Linked DNA regions of Rattus norvegicus: region 2 is linked to region 1. The links are chromatin contacts, called in public Hi-C maps. All regions are on one chromosome and are shown on one strand. Each heading gives the region's core, a stretch centred on a gene start, on an enhancer-like site or on the middle of the called end of the contact. The rest is flanking DNA. Distances are from core to core; before and after follow the strand shown. Region 1 overlaps Synj2 (synaptojanin 2). Region 2 overlaps Synj2 (synaptojanin 2).

Evidence for each region. A called contact is a pair of places that touch in the nucleus more often than the background predicts.
Region 2: a contact with region 1 is called in a Hi-C map of kidney, with 3 times the contacts expected there. The contact joins two enhancer-like sites. A contact is called at or near these places in 5 of 12 Hi-C or Micro-C datasets (the A7r5 cell line, frontal cortex, kidney and 1 more).

What each region holds. Positions count from the first base shown.
Region 1 is chr1:48,960,905-48,967,162 of GRCr8, forward strand. It overlaps Synj2 (synaptojanin 2), which reads left to right. Exons shown (of 28, transcript NM_001113371.1): 3 at 5,878-6,148. Among named protein-coding and RNA genes, the nearest start is that of Synj2, 40 kb to the left of the region's middle. Within about 2 kb of position 2,512, at least 21 of the 93 cell types and tissues checked have an H3K27ac peak or open chromatin away from gene starts, as enhancers often do.
Region 2 is chr1:49,000,000-49,005,854 of GRCr8, forward strand. It overlaps Synj2 (synaptojanin 2), which reads left to right. Exons shown (of 28, transcript NM_001113371.1): 15 at 491-631; 16 at 2,304-2,496; 17 at 5,215-5,373. Among named protein-coding and RNA genes, the nearest start is that of Serac1, 59 kb to the right of the region's middle. Within about 2 kb of position 2,857, at least 13 of the 93 cell types and tissues checked have an H3K27ac peak or open chromatin away from gene starts, as enhancers often do.

The sequences.
Region 1 (6,258 bases), core at 1,262-3,761:
ATTTTAATACTCAGGCCCAGGAGTGTGCTGGCAAATACTTGGCATCCAGCTATGGGAGTAGGGACTCTGCTGCCAGTTTCTTCTGTGTAAATATGCTAGCCAAGGATCATTTCCGGTTCCTCGGTGGTGTTGGATAGCACTGTGCACATGTACTCTCAGGGGCCGAGGGCCCGGCCACAGTGCAGTACTGAATGAATGCACTGCTTCTGTGCTTTGCAAACAGAAAGGAAGGGTTACTGAAGACCATGCCATAGAGGCACACCGCATTTAGAGCCGAGCCTGTTAGCAGGGAAAGATTGGACTCTCTACGAAAGCCCTGGTGTGCTCCACTGTGAGGGCTGGAGAAGGTAAGGGACTTGTCTGAGTCCCCCAACAAGCCACAGGAGGAACATAGAATTCATAGCCCCAGCTAAGATTGAACCTTAACCTTGATATAAGATCCCCACCGGTTTTCAGGCCTCAGAATGCAGCTTCCATTGACCACTTCTAAGACCTCGCTGAACCTTGGTGACTTCACTTTGCTTCTTGGTATTAGAAAACCGATCTTCTTGGAAGCAAAGTCCAGGTTCTGTAGTCAAGGTGAACCTCGGGAGAAGCCTCAGGTGTCCAAGGCAGGTGCATCCCTCTGACCTTGCTTTGACCCACGCTGTGTACCTCGGCGGCCTTGCCAGCCCAGACCAAACTGGGAGATGGGCAGGAGTTTGACCTCCACCAGTTTACTGTTGGGTTCAGTGTTCCTTAAAATCCACAGCACGTGGAACACAGCTAAGGGCCTCTGAGCAGGGCTGGGAGGAGAAAACCAGGGCAGTAGGACCAGTCCAGCTCACTGGTGAGTAGGGCCAGGTGAGGCCTTCTGGGAGAGGCCGTGCCCAGCATGGTCCACAGCTCCAGGTTCTGTGGCCAAAGAGGTGCACAGACTTATGGGCTTCTATGAAGACCACTCCCAGATCTTGACTCTTTCTAGTAGCTGTCCCCTGTAGGAATGTACCCCTGGGTCTCACCCACAGTCATCCTTCTAACATTTGTAAGTTCTTTTTCTCATCCAGAATAGTACCATGCCGTCCCACTCTGGAGGTGGCGAGCTAACTCCAGAGTCAAACAAAGGCGTCCGTCAAAGCACTGCTGTCTGTACTGTTGTTTGATCAGGCCGTGCCAGTGGCTCTGTACAGTTCACGTCTAAGTCAGGGGCTGCCCATGCGTTTGCCTTTCACCAGAGTGAAGAGTGCAGTTGGATGTCATCTGTCGGCGTTAATAGTCATTTTGCTGATAAGTCGCTTAAAATTCCCTTGTAGTACCAATTCAGCATCAGAAGCATTGACTGACATTTCTAAAATTAAACTTTCTATTCCCAACTATTTATCAACACGAATAGTTTTGTACTGCGTTTACATCTACAAAAATGGAGAACAGAGGGACCGGAGAGATAGTTCAATGATTAAGAGCGCATACTTCCCTTCCGGAGGATCCAGGTTTAGTTCCTGGAACCCACACCGGATGGCTCACAACTGGCTGTAATTCTGTCTTCAGGGGATCTGACACCCCTGGTTTCTGTGGATGCGCGCGCGCGAACACACACACACACACACACACTTTATTATAATTAGAATGGTTCTGCCTACTGTCCTTCCATCAGTTAATAATACTTACCATCTTGTTCTGTCTTTACAACACATCTTTACATTTTATGTTAAAGGATTGTTTACCAAAATGTTTTGTTTCCTTTGAACTGTTTATATTGTTTTGCCAGTCCTACGAGTGATTTCAACGATAAATCAGATCCTGGCTAAGACACTCGTTAACTGATCCTATAAGGAGATCAGAGGAGAACTCAGGAGCACACATGTGCCATGATAGGACTAGAGCCTGAGGGGTGAAATGCATCAGAGGGCCCACCTGCTTAGGAAGAGCGCTCAGGAGGCCTTAAGCGTCCACTGGGCACTGGGCATGGAGGATCTGACAGTTTGCCTTTTCAAAATGGTCAGTGCCTAGAACATGATGCAAAATGTAATGCTACCAATCAGCGGGAAGAGTCCCTCTGCCCTACCCAGATAGAAGCCGTGGCTGGGCAAGGAGAAGATTGTGGCCAGGCAAGGAGAGGGAAGCAATTCAATTACTAGTCCTGGGTGGCTTTTGTCTCCTGTGTTGTTCTGCAGGAAGGTGGGAGCAGCTGTAGGTGGCGCCCTCTACTGTTACAGCTTTCATACAGGCCTTTGGCTTCAGGACCCTTCGTTCTACAAGTCTTAAAACTTGTAGGCCTGCAGGAAGTCATCCTGACTCCTTAGCCCTTCACAGCAGCTGCCATTATAGCTTGTGGGAAGGCTTAGGTGTGGTGATCCCTTTGTTCTTGACAACAGCCCATACAACAGCCCATATTCCAGCTCGCAGGCCTTGAGTGTCTGAGATCCTTGGCCTTTAGAAGCTTGTCAGCTCCTGGAGCTCTTCCTGAGACTACAGTTTCTATTCTCAGGCCCTTTAGAGCCTGTCTTTGTTCACAGCCCAACGCCCTTTTAGGCACTGTTTGCCATCTCTGCTATTCCTGTTCTGGCTACTCCTTCTGTCAGGCAGCTGGCTGGCCGTCTTGCGGCTTTTGCGCTTGGCTAGCTGCCCGCTTGGCTGCTGGTTCTTATTGGTCCGTAAGAAAAGCCATTTGATGGGCTAGTGTGGTAGCACCAAGGGCAGGCAGTACAGGTTGGTGTCTCCCAGCCTACTCATGAAGGAAGCCAGATTAACCAGTTTACATAGCCAAGAGCGGGTATTTGGACCAATCAGGCTGCACCTCACATGTAAAGGTTTGCATTTGCACCAATCACAGCACACTTTGCATATAAATGAAAATGAGTGCGTGTATACTGTTCCCTTCGCACCTGTCACAACAATGCCTTGGCAAGGCCACTAGGAAAGGGCTCTTGTCTCTGGCCTTGGTGGAAGTGGTTGCAGTGACATTTAGGATGCTCGTAATAGCAAAATAAGTTTGATATATGGACACTTTGGAACAGTCCTGACTGAGGCTAGCTATGCCACAGAAAACCAGAGCCACAGTTATGATTATTGTAGTTTTTTTCTTTTTTAAGGCATCTGTGAAGTCTTCAAAACAGCTGGTGATGCCACAAGGGTAACCCACCAGCTGTTTGAACCTTTTTGCTCAAAGCAACAAAATAAGAGGCCAACAGCTGCCAATTAGAGTCAGTTTACTCATCCCCCCCACTGCCCTTGCCTTATAGGAAAGTAAATGCCAGGACTCTTACAAGAAAAACTTAATAACTTGTTAGTGTTAATTGTGATTTTGAAAGATTTTTACCAATGCCCAGTGCCTGAGAGAGAACTAGTCTCTATCGTGTCTCAATATTACTTTTAGGCTGTAGGGGGAAACTTGGGTATGCATGTTCAAATAAGCGGAGTATAGTGTTGCCCTAGCAAAGTTCCAGAGACAAGAGCAATATCTCACAAAACATCGTCATTGGTGGCAAGAATCTGTTCTATAGTCCAAGATTAAGGTGCCAAAAGGCCGGGGGCAGGCAGACCTCAGGTTTAAAGGAAATCCCCTGTAGCATGCCCTGGTCATGATTCAGCTCCCCTGGGGACATTCGTGTGAAATGACAATGGTGGCCCTCAGCAGCAGTGTTGTTAGGCCCACTGGCACGGCTACCTGTCAGCAGCCCCCGGGCTTTCCAGCTGTGGAGCAGACTTAGCCAGAACAACACACCCAAATGGTATAGCCAGATGGTGCCTTCAGATCATCCCAGTTCCCCTACTCAGTCACCCCTGACTTCTTAGCCTCCACTTGTCTCCTTTCCCCTCTCTATAAAATGGGCTGACACTAGTGGGTGTAGATACAACTAAGTCATTGTTTGTACAGTGCCTGTGCGTGAAGCATTGTCCCATATTGAAGCATGTATCTGCCATATTGGGTATTTGGCTCCGAGGTACATTCTAACTGGCAGCTCTCACTTACCTGTACTTACTGGAGCCTTGCCTCAGATGGATGGCCTTCCTGTGGTGACATCATTCCCTCTCATTCTCCATAAGCCCTCTCCCCCCTCCTCATTCTCTTCTCCTTCATTGAGCCCCAAGCCCAGACCATGGACCTGTCTTAGCCATGCCAGGGGACTTTGCTGGATACTAAACTTATCAGTTCAGGCAGCCAGATGCCAAGGCTGTGGACTGTGTGCTGCCTTGAGGATGTCCACCCCACTGAAACTCACCTGTTCTCATGGGAGGAGCTCAGCCCTAACTGCCTCATCGGCCCACCACAACTCTCTGGTTCTTGTGTTGTCTTGAAGTGGCTTCCTGGGGATGCATGTGCCAAGTCAATATCTGGCCCTGTGGGCATCCTTCCTCCCTGCAGTGCATCAGCCATCATGTGTGAGCCGTGACCTACTTACTCAGCAACTGTTCTTTAATAAAAGCCAGTCGCCCATCCCTGCAGCTGCAATCTTCCCGTGAAGTGTGAGAAAGGCAGCCTGCTGGAGCTGGTAGATGGTGGGATTGGATGCCTCTGTGATCTCTTACAAAAGTGTGAGGGACAGAAGGATGGCAGGAAGCATCACTTCAGCCAGAGGCTGTTGGCCATCTGGAATAAACCTTGCTGGGACATCTCCCTTAGACCTCCACAGGGTGGGGGGAGATCCTGATAGATCCAGTCCCATCACCTACTGGGACCATCTCTTGGACCCCATCTTTGGAAGGGACACACAGCATTGCCACCACCCCTTGGTGTGGGTAGTACCTTTAAGAAGTAGGGTACAAGGAACAGAAAGAGAGCAGCCAGCGACAGTGTGGAGGGTCTTGGCGAAGGGTGTGTTGGACTTCTATGCTGGAATCTGTTTAGGAAGCGTTCACACACATGTGTGCTGCTGGGGAGGTGGTAGCATACACTAAGTTCTGCCCCCAAGGAGCCCCAGCTGCGGAGGGACATGGCTGCAAGGAAAGCTGCTGGCTTTCCGGGCCCAGAGCTACTGAGAAGCTTTAAATGCTGCATCTTGGAAGAGCAGAGACAACTTCCTGAAGGAGGTGCTGCCCGTGGACCTGAGGAGGGGCAGGAATTTACCCAGTGAGGGAAAGAGAACTCACAGTATCCCAGGAGATAGAAGGCTGGGACCCAGAGCTCTTCCTTCTGCCCTGCCAGGGAAGAGTCGAGGTTAGAAGGAGTCCTTTGTTGGGCAGATGGCAGTGGGACCTTTATACAAGTGGGAGGACGTCTCCCATAAGGCTAAAGTGAGTGTAAGACCATGTGGGGCATTGAGGAGCAGCAGAACACAGCCCTGGAGAGCAGCTGCCGGGGAACAATCCACCTATGGGGCAGGGATACATAAGGGGCTTTCATTTCTTTTCTGGGGCTCAGTGGGAGCCAGAGAGGGATCTGAGCAGGGGATGCCTGCTATCAGCTGCGTTTGAGAAGCCTGTGCCTGCTGTAGCTGTGAGGGAGCCCAGGCAGTGACCGAGGGGGAGGGGCGGGAATCCAGGAGGATGGATTAGAGGGTGTCAGGCACAGATTTGGAAGAGGGTTGTGGTTAGGAAGGGAGGATGGTTGAAAGGCTTGTGCTAACCATCTAGAAGGTAGGTGAGTGGGACCCATAGCCTCTCCTTTCATCCTGTCAGGGTGGAGCTGAGACTGAGGTGAGCTAGGAAAGGAGAGAGAGAGCTGGGGTGGGAAAGCCTTCACAGCAGAATCGCCTTAGGATTCTTCCTCTTAGGCTGAGGAAGATGATGTGGCACCAATGCTTCCACTTGGGGTACAGGCTAGGCAGCTGGGCAGACCACCCTAGACCTAGGAGACAGGACTTAGAAAGGGCCTCCAGTTAGGGTCGGGGAAACTCTGGGATGCAGTCTGTTTAGTGCCCATAATTCTTCATCTTTTCTGTCTGATGTCCCTTTCAGGTGGCGTCCCCTTGAGCTTTCTGGTGTTGGTGACAGGCTGCACGTCAGTGGGCAGAATTCCAGATGCAGAGATCTACAAAATCACTGGCACTGAGTTTTACCCCCTGCAGGAAGAGGCCAAGGAAGAGGACCGCCTGCCAGCCTTGAAGAAAATCCTGAGTTCAGGGGTGTTCTATTTCGCATGGCCCAATGATGGCGCCTGCTTCGATCTGACCATCAGGGCTCAGAAACAGGGTGATGACTGCTCTGAATGGGGGACCTCCTTCTTCTGGTAAGGGACTGGGGTCCCAGAGGGCAGCTTCTGGGCACCACCTGAGCCGTCGCCTTCCATCTGGCCCAGGGTTCTGGGTGAGCTGTGGCATGGCATGGAGAGTCACATTT
Region 2 (5,855 bases), core at 1,607-4,106, 39 kb after region 1:
TATCTCATTGTACATAGGTATCAGGGATGGTGGGGAGCTACTGTGATATATAAGTTAGAATCGGAACTGGACCTTGTGTCACAGACCCATAGCACCAGCTACTTGGGAGGCTGAGGCAGAAGGATTGATTGAACAGTCAAGGTCTGCCTGGGCTACAGAGTAAGTTCAAGGCCAGCCTGAGTGAGTTAGGAGTCTCAATAAATAAAAAGAGGTGTGTGCCTTTGCCTAGTGAACACAACGTCCTGGGTTCAATCCTCATTCCCACCAAAAACTCAAAAACAGTGGAGAACAGCAAAAACCAATCCAAAATGTGTAGAAGTTCACATGAGAGAGGGATTGGTGCCTGGCACTCCTGTTGGGGGGTGTAGGCAGCTTGCAGTCCAATGGAGGACAGACAGATGGATGGATAGGGAAGCCTGTGGGGTCAGCAATGGGAGATGGGGGCTTCCTACTAGCAGTTTGTCATATCCTTGACTTCCTGCCTTTTCAGCACCACCAACAGGAAGATGTGGGGTGAGCAGCTCCAGAAAGCCATCTCCCGATCCCATCGGTACATCCTCTTGACCTCAGCACAGCTGGTGGGCGTCTGTCTTTACATCTTTGTACGTCCGTACCACGTCCCGTTCATCAGGTAAGGACACTTAGCGTATAAGCATCTGGGGAACCGGGGCTTACACGTCTGTGTTTGGTTCTGTAATGTTCTCCTCACGTCCGTCCCCCAGTCCCCCAGCCCCCAGCCCCCACCCCCAGCAGGAAACAGGACCTGCCATTATTCTCCATGCACAGAGAAAAACTCCTGAGGGAAAATGGGCTTGAATTGGATATTGTCTGGCAACTAAAAAGCCACCACGGGAAAATCCTAACTCAGGAAACTGGCCTCCTAGGAGGAGTCAGGACCGATATGGGGCAAGCTCAGGCAGGGCAGGGAGCGGGTGTCCCATTCACATTTCCTGGGTAGGAACGCTGTGAACAAGAGGTGAATGACTACTCAGGAATCATGGACTGTTTTGCCTCTTCTAGAATTCTCAATTATTACCTCTCTGAGGTGACGGCTTCATGAGTGTAAGAAGCAGTCAATATTAGGAAATAGGTGTCTTTCAGGAGAGGGAATTTGCCATTTTCTGGCTTTCTCCTTGCCTCCTATTGCTATGTGGCCTGGCCTTGCTGGTGGCATTAGGATTACTAATCCAAGAGGATGGAGACCTGACCAAGCACCACCACATAGCAAGGGCCATGGGAATGCCCCACCCTGGCCCTTAGGGTCCACACTCATAACCTTTCCTTACCTTCAAAACACAGTTAAGGCCCTGCCCTGCTATTGTGTTACTAGGGCAGCTTGGCCACGCCCTAAGCTTATCAAGAGAAGTCTGGGTAAAGGCTAATGCTAAATCCTGGGGAGAGGTGAGGCGGAGAGCGGCAGATTTCCCAAAGCCAGCTGAGGTCTCAGCACCTTGTCCTCAGTTTCCTGCCCTTTGGCCTCTAGCTTGTTTAACTTAACCCCTTGGCTTATCACCACCACCCCTCATCTTCCAAGTCAAAGGCGTCCAGCGGCCTCTGGCTGTGGCCTGCTCATGGAAACATTAACTAGACAGTAGTCTGTGATCCTGTGGCCTCACACACAGGAGGGCATCCCCAGTGCATTTGGAGACGGGTGGTATGGGACCAGCTTCCTAGGCCTGTTTCCTAGTTCTCAAAATTTTTCATCCATTGCCATAGTCCCTCTTTTTTTTTCTTTTTTCTTTTTTTTTTTTTTTTTCGGAGCTGAGGACTGAACCCAGGGCCTTGCACTTGCTAGGCAGGCAGTCTACCACTGAGCTAAATCCCCAACCCCGCCATAGTCCCTCTTATTCCTTACATGAGAGCTGAGGGGGCCCAACACTGAAACATCTGCCACTTCTGCTGGGGAGAGAACAAGGCAAGGCATTGAACAGACCCCACCATCCAAGCCAAGTGACCTAGACCTGGCCAAGCACTACCAGATAACGAGGGCCACTGGAATGCCCTACAGTGGCTCTCAGGCTTCGCATTCATAACCTTTTGTTACCTTCAAACCACAGTTAAGGCCCTGCCCCTTTTACAGGAGTGATGTGTCTGCAGCTTTACCAGATACTGGTGTAGGACCAGGCCCTTCTAAGCAGACCCAATTGAGATGCAGCCCATCCAGGCAGTCCTTAGCAGTGAGAAGGACCGTGGACTTGACCAGTCACGTTGATCTCCAAGCTTTTGGCTAGAGGCTCTTCTCTGTGTTAGAATAGGGTTGTCTTGCCCCACAGCCAATGGACTGTGACGTTCTTTTGTTCCAGGGATGTGGCCATCGACACCGTGAAGACCGGTATGGGGGGAAAGGCAGGGAATAAGGGCGCCGTGGGTATCCGCTTTCAGTTCCACAGCACTAGCTTCTGCTTCATCTGCAGTCACCTGACGGCTGGGCAGTCTCAGGTGAAGGAGAGGAACGAAGACTACCGGGAGATCACGCACAAGCTCTCCTTCCCTTCGGTGAGTGGCGTGTGGGTTGGCCATGCACTAGGGCAGCCTGCCCAAGTCTACCACATGTAGCCTTCTGAGCTGATAATAGGAGCTCCCACCTCCAAAGCCATGAGAATCCACCGTGGGGGAAGGGAGACATGCTGTCGTTCTTGGAGCAGGAGCCCAGCCCTTGTAGAGTTCTGTCACTTCAACTTCCTGGAACCTTAGCTGTCCTAACTATTCTTAGGTACACTCTGGGGTGTTTAAAACCAGGGTGGTCTTGTGAAGAGCATTTGATTCAAGCAGTATGATTTCATTTTCATGGTGGCGTCAGTGTGGGTTTAATTTTCTTTTGATGCACACACACACTTACACACATACCTCCGTTGCTATTCAGCTATGACTGTTTCCAAACTGGCAAATCCTGACTGAAAAGTCATGGTCTCCCAACCCATCTGCCATCTCCAGAAATGCACCCACACTGCCCTCTAGTGACAACCCAGAGATTTCCACTCCAAAGCCAACAGACTCTTTTCAGTTAGATTTTTAGATTTCTCCTTCCCATAGAAAAATGATAGCCCCACCCCTACACACACTTCAGCCTGATGTGTGTGCCCCATTTGCTAGCCAGAAAAGTGTGGGTTAGCTATCCTTGCCACAGATCCTTCCAGATTCTAACAGGCTGGTTAGAGCCTGGAATTCTTCCCTTGTTGGACAGATTGGTTCTCTATGATGATAGAGCCTTTAAGACCAGCCTTCCCGGGATTTGGCTGCACAGCAAAAGTTCATCTGGTTTCCATTATAAGTCTCTGAACCCTCGATGTTGTCTTTATTTCTTGAGTTGAAGAACAAATAAGTTGAGGAACTTTCGATTTGTATATTGACCCCTCTTCTTACTTGAAAATGGGAACTTTGAAACAGTATTCTCAGGATACATAGCAATAACTGAAAATTTGACTACATGATCCTTTTTCTTCTTCTGTAGAAAGAAAAATTGAACCTATAAATTAACTCTCTTGTGCTGGCTGTGTGGATTGCATTACTATTTAAATTAAATTAATTACATTTAATTAATTAAAAATCACTTGCACTGGTGCCTGAGTAAGTGTTCTATTATTGTGAAGAGACACAACGGGCATAGCAACTCTTAAAAAGAAAGTGTTTAATTGGGGCTTGCTCACAGTTTCAGAGGGTTAGTCCATATCATCAAGGCAGGGAGCATGGCTGCACACAGGCAGACAGGGCAACTAGAAAATTACCTGAGAGTGCTATATCCAGATCCACTGGCAGGCAGCGGGAAGAGGGAGACACTAGGCCTGGCATGAACTTTTGAAAGCTCAAAGCCCACCCCTAGTGACACACCTCCCCCAACGAGGCCACACCTACTCCAACAAGGCCAGCCAACTCCAACAAGGCCACACCCACTCTAACGAGGCCACACCCCCAAGGAGGCCACACCTACTTCAACAAAGTCACACCTTCCCCGAGGCCACACCTACCCCAACAAGGCTACAACCCCAACAGGGCAGCAACTTTTAATCCTTTTAAATAGTACCACAACCTTAACATTTCAAGGATATAAGGCTGGCGGGTGGGGAGTTCTTTTTCAAATCACCACAACCAGTCATGTTCAATGCACCTGGCATAGACTCCTTTGGCCAATAACTCCTTTACTGGGCATCATGGAAAACATTTCTACTTCCACAGAAAGATATATGGTTTGGTTTGGGCCACCTTAATCTGTCTGTGCCATCAGTGTTTAATGGAGGGTTTGAATACCATAGTAGAGCTCGGGAGAGGAGGAGAGATAGGTTTAAAGCTAGGTAGATCTGGGTTTGAATACCATAGTAGAGCTCGGGAGAGGAGGAGAGATAGGTTTAAAGCTAGGTAGATCTGGGTTTGAATTTTAACTTTATCATGAACTAGCCTTACAGACTTCAGGGAGTTACACAAAACATACACAGGGGAGGGGGGAGGGGGTGTCACCTAAGTGTTGTGCTGCACAGACTCCTGTCAGGATAGAGCCCTACACTGTGGTCAGTCTGTATGTCGTGGCTACCGTCATTGTGCTGAGGAGGAACCCTTGAAGGACTGGGTTGGGACGGAGATGATTGGCTCCAGGGAAGAGAAGATGGAGAAGTTTACTGTGCTGCACACAGTTTCCCTAATTTGGGAAAAACCTCTCAAGATTGAGACTAACAGGAGAGTAGTGGCAGAGTAGACATAACAAGCCGAGTGCAGTGGCAGAGTAGACATAACAAGCCGAGTGCAGTGGCAGAGTAGACATAACAAGCCGAGTGCAGTGGCAGAGTAGACATAACAAGCCGAGTGCAGTGGCAGAGTAGACATAACAAGCCGAGTGCAGTGGCAGAGTGACTATTGGCATGGTGTTTTCCATGTGGTTTGAGAGCTTTGTTTGGACCACTCCAGGGCACTGTTACATAAAATAGAAACATGGGGCTGAGGATACAGTTCATGATTATCCTGCACTGCATACAAGTGACTATGGAGGTTCAAGCCTGTTATCCGGGTTGCATAGTCCTGGGCTACATGGGACCCTATTTCAAAACATAATTAAATAAGATTGAGAAGCAAATTATGTAAAGGTTTCTTGAAAGGTTTACAGGGTTAGGTAAAAATGAGATACCGTAGTGAGAAACTTAGCATTTTAGGAGAAATGTCCGAAGCTGTGCTCCTCTCCCCTCCTCTATCTTCCTTACTCTGCTGTGTTCTCTCTCTGCCACTTAGGGGAGAAACATATTTTCACACGATTATGTGTTTTGGTGTGGCGATTTCAACTACCGCATCGATCTTACTTACGAAGAAGTCTTCTATTTTGTTAAACGCCAAGACTGGAAGAAACTTATGGAATTTGATCAGTTACAGCTACAGAAATCAAGTGGGAAAGTGAGTTGTACCTTTAAGATGTCTTCAGTAACTGTCCCGGTGTGGAGGGCTGTCTACTAACCGCAGGGACGGGTGCATTAAAACCTTGAGTGGCTTTAACGCTGATTCTGACTGTGTAGAGAATACATAGGATTTTTATGAAGGGAGAGAAACAGGACAGCAGAGCCGCACAAATCTTAACGGAGCTCTGGGTGGCCACACATGGAGTCCCTGCCGGAAAGCCACCCTTGGCATTCAGCCCAGAGGGAGGAGCTGGCTGTACTGCTCTCTACCGCCTCTAGTGCACTGTGCCTTCTGCGTGTGGATGAGTGAGCCCTAGGAGAGCTGACTCATCTCTCCCTAGGAGAGAGACCCTCAGAGAGGGTCTGTGCTCAGCCTGAGTCGTGGTTGCCTTCTAGTGTGCCCTACTGACAATGTCAGATGGACCACTGTGTTGGTGGTGTTGAGTGCTGGTGTACATGGCCTACCTATACTGAATACAC